2 separate regions of the Rattus norvegicus genome follow, and region 1 is linked to region 2. The links are chromatin contacts, called in public Hi-C maps. All regions are on one chromosome and are shown on one strand. Each heading gives the region's core, a stretch centred on a gene start, on an enhancer-like site or on the middle of the called end of the contact. The rest is flanking DNA. Distances are from core to core; before and after follow the strand shown.

Evidence for each region. A called contact is a pair of places that touch in the nucleus more often than the background predicts.
Region 1: a Hi-C map of psoas muscle shows a contact between it and region 2, with 2.7 times the contacts expected there. The contact joins two enhancer-like sites. A contact is called at or near these places in 2 of 12 Hi-C or Micro-C datasets (liver and psoas muscle).

The regions. Positions count from the first base shown.
Region 1 is chr1:47,947,289-47,951,999 of GRCr8, reverse strand. No RefSeq gene overlaps it. Among named protein-coding and RNA genes, the nearest start is that of Arid1b, 24 kb to the left of the region's middle. Within about 2 kb of position 2,904, at least 12 of the 93 cell types and tissues checked have an H3K27ac peak or open chromatin away from gene starts, as enhancers often do.
Region 2 is chr1:47,787,981-47,792,883 of GRCr8, reverse strand. No RefSeq gene overlaps it. Among named protein-coding and RNA genes, the nearest start is that of Arid1b, 180 kb to the left of the region's middle. Within about 2 kb of position 3,438, at least 13 of the 93 cell types and tissues checked have an H3K27ac peak or open chromatin away from gene starts, as enhancers often do.

The DNA of each region.
Region 1 (4,711 bases), core at 1,655-4,154, 160 kb before region 2:
GTCCAGAATGCACCCTACATTCGATTTCCAACATCACAAACCAAGTGACTCAGTTGCCAAGGTATTTGTGTCCTGCACATATAAAGAGTTCTTATCTATCAACAAGAAGAAGACAAGCCACTCTTTTCAAAAGAGGCATTTTATGGAAACACAAACAGCCCCATAGGTGTGCAAAATCCTACCATTAATTCACAGAACTGGCAAAAAACAACAACAAAAAGCAAAACAAAACAAAAAAAAAAACTTGCCATCCCTCATATCCTGTAGATTAACTCAATTCTTTTGGAGAACAATTTTGCCTTGTGAAAATGCCCAGGCTCCATGACCTAGCAATTTCACTCTTAGATTTAAACTCTAGAGAAAACAGCCCGTTCCAAAAGGCACTTAACAGAAATGCACAGAGTAGCACTATAGCTCCCAGGAAAGAACCAGAAGCAGATCAATGTCCATTGACAGAACAGTAAAAGATAGGTGGTGGAATACTATATAGCAATGAGTATGAATAAATTATAGCTATACCCAACAACATAAGGGAAATTCAGGATTGCAATCTGAGGGGCAGAAGCGAGCGGAAAACACATCCAGCATCTACCCAAGGATGCTTCAGTTAAAACCGTGCTTAACAATGCTGCTTTGTGAAACCCCCCTGAGGAGTCAAAGCCACAATAACCAGTGATGGTGGATCCAGGATGATGTGAGGACAGGGTTTAAAAGTAATGATACACAAGTTTCACTGTCTTCTTCCATGTGATGTGAGAATGCTGGTGCAGAATTAATGTGCTTCCAGCTCCTCTGTCATTATTTTGCTCATTTTCTTTCCCTCCCTTTCTTCCCCTCCCCACTCTCTCTCTCTCTCTTTTTAAAGATTTATTTATTTTATGTATGTGAGTACACTGTAGCTGACTTTAGATACACCAGAAGAGGACATTGGATCCCATTACAGACGGTTGTGAGCCACCATGTAATTGCTGGGAATTGAACTCAGGACCTCTGGAAGAGCAGTCAGCGCTCTTGACACCTGAGTCATCTCTCCAGCCTGTCCCCTCTCTCTTAAGACAGGATCCTATGTAGCCCACAGTCTGGTCTCAAATGTGTTATATAGTAAAGGACTGGACAGAGACTCTCTTACAAGCATCACCTGTCAGTAAACAAAGCTTATGGCCAATGAGCTGAGGCAGGAAATAGGAGGTGGGACATCCAGCAGGGAGAGAGAGAATTCTGGGAGAGAGGAACATGGGAAATTTTCGGGGTTGCTGAGGAGATGGATGTAAGAAAACATGTAGCTGAACCAAGGTTCGAATAAAAGGGATAATAATTTATGAGTTAGTTTGAGAACAAACCAAAGCTTATGGCATACACATTTATTAATAAACAATTAGTCTCAGAGCCTTTATTTCTGGGAATTAAGTGGTTGGGAAGGAAAACTCGATTTTGCTTATTCCTCTGGCTGACCTGAAATTCACTATGTGGACCAGGATAGCCTCAAACTCACAGAGATCTACCTCCCTTTGTCTCCCTTGACTTTGGACTTTTGCGTTCACCTCTGGAGATTGCCATGCCTGCTTGTCTATTAATTTTTATAATTTTGATTTTTTTAAAAAAATATTATTTTCTGAGGCTAGGGAGGTGGCTCAGTTGGTAAAGCTGTGCCTAGAAAACAGAAGGGCTTGAGTTGTATCCTTCAGGACCCACGAGAAAAGGCTTGGTGTGACATCATGTGTTTGTCATATCAGCATTGGAGAGCAAGAGGCAAGAGGCAGGCAGACTCCTCACCTCACAGGCCTGCCTCGCTCCCACAGAAAGTTCCAAGACACTGAGATACTTTGCCTCAAAACCAAAACCAAACACAGAGAAGAAAAGAAAAATATCACAAAGACCTGGGATGGCTTGGTCAGTTACACGCTTCCTCCGGAAGTGGGAAGACTTGCTTGAAGCCCAGTACACAAGGAAAAGTCCAGATGCTGAACGCCTGGGATCTAGGGCTGAGAGGCCCATCTGGGGAGACCCTGTCATGAAAAAAACAAGCAAACAAATTGAACAAAAAACTATTAAAACGGAACAAAAACAAAGGGTGGTTACCACTTTTGTGCAATCTAAAGAAGTCTAATGTAGCAGGAACTGGGCTACCCTTCACTCTTTCTGACATAATAATCCACACACACTCTAATAGGAAATTGGGCCCAAAGATTAGGTTTATTTAGCATAAAATAGGCACTAAAACAAACACTAATTTCAATTACAGTTAAATGATATAAAACCTCACAAAACTCAACAATGTAATTAGGTTTGTTTGTTTATGTCAAGGCAGGGTCTCCCTATGTACTCCTCACTGTCCTAAAACTCACTATAAAGACCAGGCTGGTCTTGAACACACAGAGATCCACCTGCCTCTGCCTGGTCAGTGTCAGGATTAAAGATGTGTACCACTGTGCCTGGCCTAATTTTTTTTTTTAATTAGAGTTAGAAAACCTCTCTATAGTATATGATATTCCTTATACATTTTTGGGCACATGCTCTTTGAAGCCTCTACCCTTCCCCTTACTGTGACGATGACTTTAAAATATCAGAAATAAGCTCGAAAGACAAATCAGTCTTTTAAATAAAAGGTTTTCGCCTAACAACGTGGTTAAACTGTTTTTTGGAGGGAAGGTGGTTGTTGTGGTTGTTGTTGATCAGTCATGTTTGAGAAAAGTTTATTTTAGCTTCTCAACTCATTACTGCTGATGTACTGAGTCCACAGATCGCTCCAGCCTTTTGAAGTCACCTTCGCAGCAAGCTAGTCAAGCCAACTGTCTTTAAAAAAAAAAAAAAAAAAAAAACCACACCCTGTGTTTCTCCCAGGCCTACCTTGCCAGGGCTGTTCTTGGCAGTGGGGTGTGCCAAGGGAACTATGTAGCCAAGTCACATGGCTCTTGAGCTGGGAGTGGAGCCACAAATTGGCTGGATTCTTCTCTTGGGGATGACATTCATGTTCCACAGAGTCCACAGAAGGCAGAGTGTTACATAGACACTGGGACCCAGTACCTAAAACCCCTCTGAAGCTGCTGTTTCCTCCTGAGCCTGGGCTGGTCCCCGGGAATTAGAAGATCCGATCCCAAACACTACGTCTGAGATCAAAAAGAGGATAAACAAGATCGTGAAAATAATCATTAGTGGGGGCCGGTTGCATCCCACTCGTGAAGAAGGAGAGAAGCAACTCCCTCAGGTTCCAGTTGCAGACCCCATGCACATGTATGTGCACAGGCACCTGCACACACACAAAAGGGAGTGTAATTTAAAGATAAAAAAGGCAAATAGAAAACATAAAATAAGATGCTGGGAATAAATACAAAATTAGCAGTTGTAAGGAATGCTAACGACCCCATCTGCTTCAACAGAGGGATCATCGGAACTGAGGTGCGGCCTACTCATGAACCTTCACATCTGCAGGAGAGCTATGGCAAATAAAACCCAGTAAAACACTGAGCCGGTAAAGGTGTTGCAACATCAGTTGTGTGAAACTTTAGTCACCAGAGTTCAGCATAAGAGGGTCATCATTTAATTAAAAAAGAAAAGAGATTGGCTGCATAACCTTGACCACCTGATTCAGTCTCCGAGAGCCATGAAGAGAAGGAGAGAGCCAGTTCCCAAAAATGTCCTCTGTCCTCTGTGCGAGCACCATTGCACGGCTGTACGTGCACGAGTGCGTGTGCGTGCGTCTGTGTGTGAGAGTGTGTGTGTGTGCACACACATACACACTCTAATGGTAATGTTAATAATAATTATTATAAGAATTGCTAGGAAACTATAACAATCCTGAATTTGCACGTACACAACAACACTGCCTCAAAAATAACAAAGGTAGGTAGACTAAAATAAATCATTCGGTTCCCCAAAATGGTGGGTGAAGCCAATAATAGCTATAAAGTATAAAATATATTGAAAAATAGTTTTAATATATTGAGAAACACAATACTATTATATGATATTATAACAGTATACTATTATATAAAATAATAACGAAATATCATACTGTACCTATGGTCATACAACAATCCAATGTCAACAAACACTGTGATGACAAACAAGGTGTGCACAGCCTATTTTATATCATAATGCAGTGTGGCCAGAGATTTAAATACTAAGAAGGTATTTTATGAAGTCTATTGCTTTAGAAACCAAGATTGGCACTCCACGATGACAGGAGGGCTAGAGGGTGGGTAAAGTTCTTGCTGAGTAAGAGGGAGGACCAGAGTTCAAATCCTTAGCACCCATGTAAAAGCTGGGTGGGCACGGTGGCTATCTGCAATCCCAGTATACTGAAGGTGGAGCCAGAGATAGGAATCCCTGGAGCAAATGGGCTAGCACAGGCTAACCGAACATGGAACCTCAGGTTCAGCAAGAGACCTTGCCTCTATGTAGGGTAGAAAGTGCTCAAGGAAGATTTCTGATTGACATCAGCATTGGCTCTCAACACACACATGCAATGTACCCACGTGTGCCTGTGCACCCTACACACATGCAAACGTCCATACATAAATACACACACACACACACACACACACACACACACACACACACACGAAAGAAAAAAGATTAGCATGAGTAGATGATTAAATAGGAGATGGGAGTCAACATTATAAAGCACTTTCATGAACGGTGTCTGCTATTCAAAGCACCATGCACACAGTTAATAACTGTAGAGCCCCGCGGCTGCTCAAATAATTCTATA
Region 2 (4,903 bases), core at 2,189-4,688:
TGAAATTGTCTATATTTGCATTAATTTCCCTGAACATATCAATCATAGTTACTTCCATATCCATGTCGCATGATTTTATCATCTTGACTTCTTTGTTTTCCTCCCATCCTTGTCTTTTTATTGGTTGATTTGCCTTGTTATTTCTTTTAATTTTTTAATTGATTGTTTATGAATTTCACATCATGTACCCCAATCCCACTTATCTCCCTTTGAATCCACCCTCCCTGCCTTTGCAACTGTCCCCCCCAAGAGCAAACAATAAAAACAAACAAAAACTTATTCTGTAAGTATGTACACTATACCACTAAGCATACTACGCTAGACTACGCTACACTACACTGTACTACACTGTACTATAGCTACTAAGTAGGTAGAGAGATGTAGGCCGTATCACTACAGAATATTGTGAGCATCTAAAGAAGGGGCATTAACTCTTCCTGTTGACAAATGTCCTTTTCCATTCCTGCTTCCATGACTACTAATTCATGATCCCCTAATGGCTTTAGCCCCTGGAATAAGCAATTGGGAATCCCAGGACTAAGCATGGCATGGGGTTCCCTGGTAAGGTGCAGCTGGAAGTCTGAGGTCTGAATGGATAACCCTGGTCCCAAAAGTAACATGTGTATCAGATCTGTCTTGGTTTGCAACACCAGTGAATTTGGGTACAAATTAGCCCAGAGATCGGGAACTCTGGATTGGGTCAGCATGCATGAGTCGCCATGGCCCTGAAGAGTCAGCCAGCAGAACTGGAAAGAAGACTCATCCTCCACTCTACCATTATTGCTGTCTAGTACTTTCTGGGTGTCCCCCAAGGCCATCAACAACAGGTCACAGCCAGGCCTGCGACACGAGGAAGGGCCACTCTGGGATTTCATTTTCTACACTGAATTGCTATGCACATGTATACAAACCTTTTATGTCTTCGTTTCTCTACCCGTGCAGTATCACATCAGCTGACTTTTCGAGTTTTACGATAGCCGTGGCTCCACTCATTAGTTTATTTCATTGGTCAGTCACCTCCTTCCTGCCGTCGCCTTTCTTGGGATGGTCCCCTGATCACTTCTTATTAAACCCTACAAGGTCAGGGCTGCTGTTGTCCTGTTTCTGGAGGAAATGAAACGAGCCAAAGGTTTAGAATGGGGACAGTGGAGAGGGCACAGCTGGAAGAAGCTTGCCACACAGCATGAAGACCTGAGCTTGGGTTTGCCCATGGGAAAATAGCCATGTGTCTGTGACTCCATCTTGGCCAGGTAGAGACAAGGGGATCCCTCAGGGGCTTCCTTGTCAAAGGGTCTGGCTGAGTTGGTGAGCTCCAGGTGCAGTGAGAGACTCTGTCTCACAATAATAAAGAAGGTGGGGAGTGACTGGATGAATGAAGGTTCTTGGTGTTGCCCTCTGGTCTCTAAGTGTATACATCCATAGCCACACACACACACACACATGAACCTGTACGCACTAACATGTATATCTGCATATCACACACACTACACACACACACACACACACACACACACGGAGAGAGAGAGAGAGAGAGAGAGAGAGAGAGAGAGAGAGAGAGAGAGAAGTTCAGAATGAATTGTTCAAGGTACTACAGAAAATGATGAGATCCTAGTACCAATCCTACTCAGTGTATTCTTCAGTGCTACATAGCAAACCCAGGACCTGGCAAATGGTAGTTAGGTGCTAACTGATTCTGCTGGGGACATTACAACATCATGCATGCAGGACTAGTTAGATACATCATTACAGGGCCTCACCTGCATACACACACACGTGTGTGTGTGTGTGTGTGTATGTGTGTGCAAGTGTATGTATATGTGTGTATGTGTGTGTATGTGTATATGTGTGTATATGTGTGTATGTATATGTGTGTATGTGTGTGTATGTGTATGTGTGTATATGTGTGTATGTATATATGTGTGTGTATGTGTGTGTATATGTGTGTGTATGTGTGTGTGTGTATATGTGTGTATATATGTGTGTATGTATATGTGTGTGTATATGTGTGTGTATGTATATATGTGTGTGTATGTGTGTATGTGTATGTGTGTGTATGTGTGTGTGTGTGTGTGCACACTCAGGCACATACTTTAGCATGTGTGTGGGTGTCAGTGGATAGTCTGGATAATCTCAGGTGTGATCCTTACCTTCCTCTTTATCGTTACAGGATTCCTCCCACCTCTCCCTTCTGTCTCACCATAGTAACACTGGGATAACACACAGCATTTCCACACTTAGCTTTTCATGGGTTCTGGGGATTTGAACTTAAGTCCCCATGTTTGCACACCAAGCACCTTATCTGTTGAGCCAAACCACAGCTGGCTGATGGGAAAAAAACAAATGAACAAAAGAAAGACAACCCCCCCCCCAAAAAAAAAAACCCAAACCGAAGAGTGGATGAAAGAGTACAGGAAACGCTGTGCCCTGCAAGGACGGCGGGGAAGCTTGGTCTCCCGCTTGAGCTCCTCAGTGCTTTATGTGGGACCACAAGAGTCAGGAGTGCAGGGCTCCCTTGGGGGGCAGTTGACTCTGGCTGCTTGCCTGCTGTGTACCCCGCTTTCTCCCACTGAGCAGGTTTTATGGAGGCCAGGCTGAGCTCCCCAGGGAGCAAGACACTTCTCCTTGGCTCCAATCTTAAATTACAGCTCTCTGTGGGGAATAGCACCATGGAATCAGTGTGCAGACTAAACCCGAGTGTCACCAAGCAAATATTTCACATTTCATGTTAAATCATATCCTAAAACAAGTGTGAAGAACTGGGATTAAGTGAGAAATATACATTTAAGGGGCTGAGACGGCTTAGAATGAGGGTGAAATCCAGCCATACTATCCCGGTCCCTTCTTGGGGAGTCTGGGAACCCCGTTCCCTGTGCTGAATGTCCAGAGATGCACGAGGAGCAAGAGGTGTTGAGGCAGGATAGGGTGTGCTGTCGGGATGACAGCTGCTAGACACAGTGGCTGACAGACTCAGAAATGTACGTGCGGTTTGGGTTTGAGGAAAGAGATTTCTCTTATTATGCATACCCACAGCTAAAGGAGGGCGGGGCGAGGAGAGTAGGGCAAGGAGAGCTTGTGGGTAGGCGGGTAAGGAGGACAGAGTGCATGTTGCAAGGGGAGCAGAGAGCAGGGCAGGGAAAACAAGCAGAGTGGAAGTGTCTCTAGGACACCCCAGCATCCTTGCAGAATGACTCCGTGCTGAGCAAGCAGGCCACTTTCTTTAAACAGTTCCTTCACGGGACTCTCTGCTCGCCAGCAGCTTATGCAGCCTCACCGAGTGGTGTGGGGAAGGCACCCGCCCGGCTGGCTTTTATTCTGGTTTAGTAGTGGAGTGTGTCATGGAGCTTGCTGTGCACAGTGGAAAGGCAGGACCCTAGTGTGTCCCCGCCGCCATCCCCTTGCTCTGTGAGTTGGAGCTCCACAGGATCTGGGAGGCAGGCTATGGGTGCCAGCCAGGAGAGCTAGCTCAGCGGCAGGGCGGGGATACATGACACCTAGCCTTCGAGCCCAGCCCCCGGGGACAGAAGCAGGTGGCAGCTGAGGCCAGCCTTGCAAGAGGATCCACAGGGCTCTAGGGCTGTGCTAAAAGGAGGCAGCTTATTTTTAGTTGTTGGTTCCTCCCTATTAATATTGCTTAAGTGTCGGCTTATTTATCTAAGGGACCATGGAGCTTAAAAACTTAAAAAAAAATAAAATAAAAATAAAAAAATAAAAAATGTAAATTTGCAGCAAACACTGTAAGAATAACTTTGTGAAAACGATGATTTTTCCCCCTTCCTCCTCCTCTTCTTCCTCTTCTCGTTATTTTTTAAAAACAGGGTTGTGTGTATTTTTTTTAAAATGTCCCAGGCTGGCCATGAACTCATTTTTCCGCTAAGAAAATCGTCCTATCCTTCTGCCCCCTTGAGGGCACACCACCATGCCTTGTTTTATAGAATGCCTGGGCTAGAACACAGGGCATCTGCATGCTAGGAAAACACTCCAGCAACTGAGCTCCCTTCCAGCCAATCATTAGCTCCCTTCCAGCCAATCATTAGCTCCCTTCCAGCCAATCATTAGCTCCCTTCCAGCCAATCATTAGCTACCTTCCAATCATTTAATCACCATTTCTCTTTGGGGTTCCCTGTATGTTATACATGCCCAACTACTGTACCATCCCAACAGTATGATCCCGATGTGTGGACAGTTACCCTGGCAACATCAGGTTGTCTTTTCTTGTCACTCATTCTGAGTCTGCGTGGATGGGAGGGAGCAGACACTGTTGTGAACTGTAGGAGCTGATCAGGCAGCTTCTGCTCAGGAACAGACACTTGGCGCTATCACAGAAACTTCAGAGCATTCTGGAGTCCAGCAGACTGAGGTCAAGGTGTTGGCAGGGTTGCTTTTAGTCCTTCACTTGTATATAGATTGTGTCCTCACAGGGCTTCCTCTGTGTGTGTGTCTGTGCCACGACCTCTTTATAACAGCTTTGGCCATACCGGATTAGAGCCCATCCTGGGGGCCCCATCTTAATTTCCTTATAAAAAAAACTTTCTCTCGTTAAGAGGATACATTCCAAAGTATCATTGATTATGACTTCCAGCAAGAACATGTGGAAGGCTAGTGGATGTAGGATGGGGTGGAGACACGACTTAGCCTGTGACACTAGTAAAACGAAACGACCCAACTGGCAAGGGGAGGAGAAGACAGTTGAGCCATCTCTCCAACCTCCAGCTTCGTTCTTGAAGATGTGTGCCACCCTGGTGGTGCAGGCTGCATACCAGCTTGTTGGTACCCTCTGTGCCATGATGTTCCTTGTTGGACATTCATCCTGAGGCTTCTCTTCTCCTGACCTCTGACCCACTTCACCTTCACTGACCAACACTGGCCTCTTACATAGACTCCCAGAAAAGGAGGTGTGTGTGTG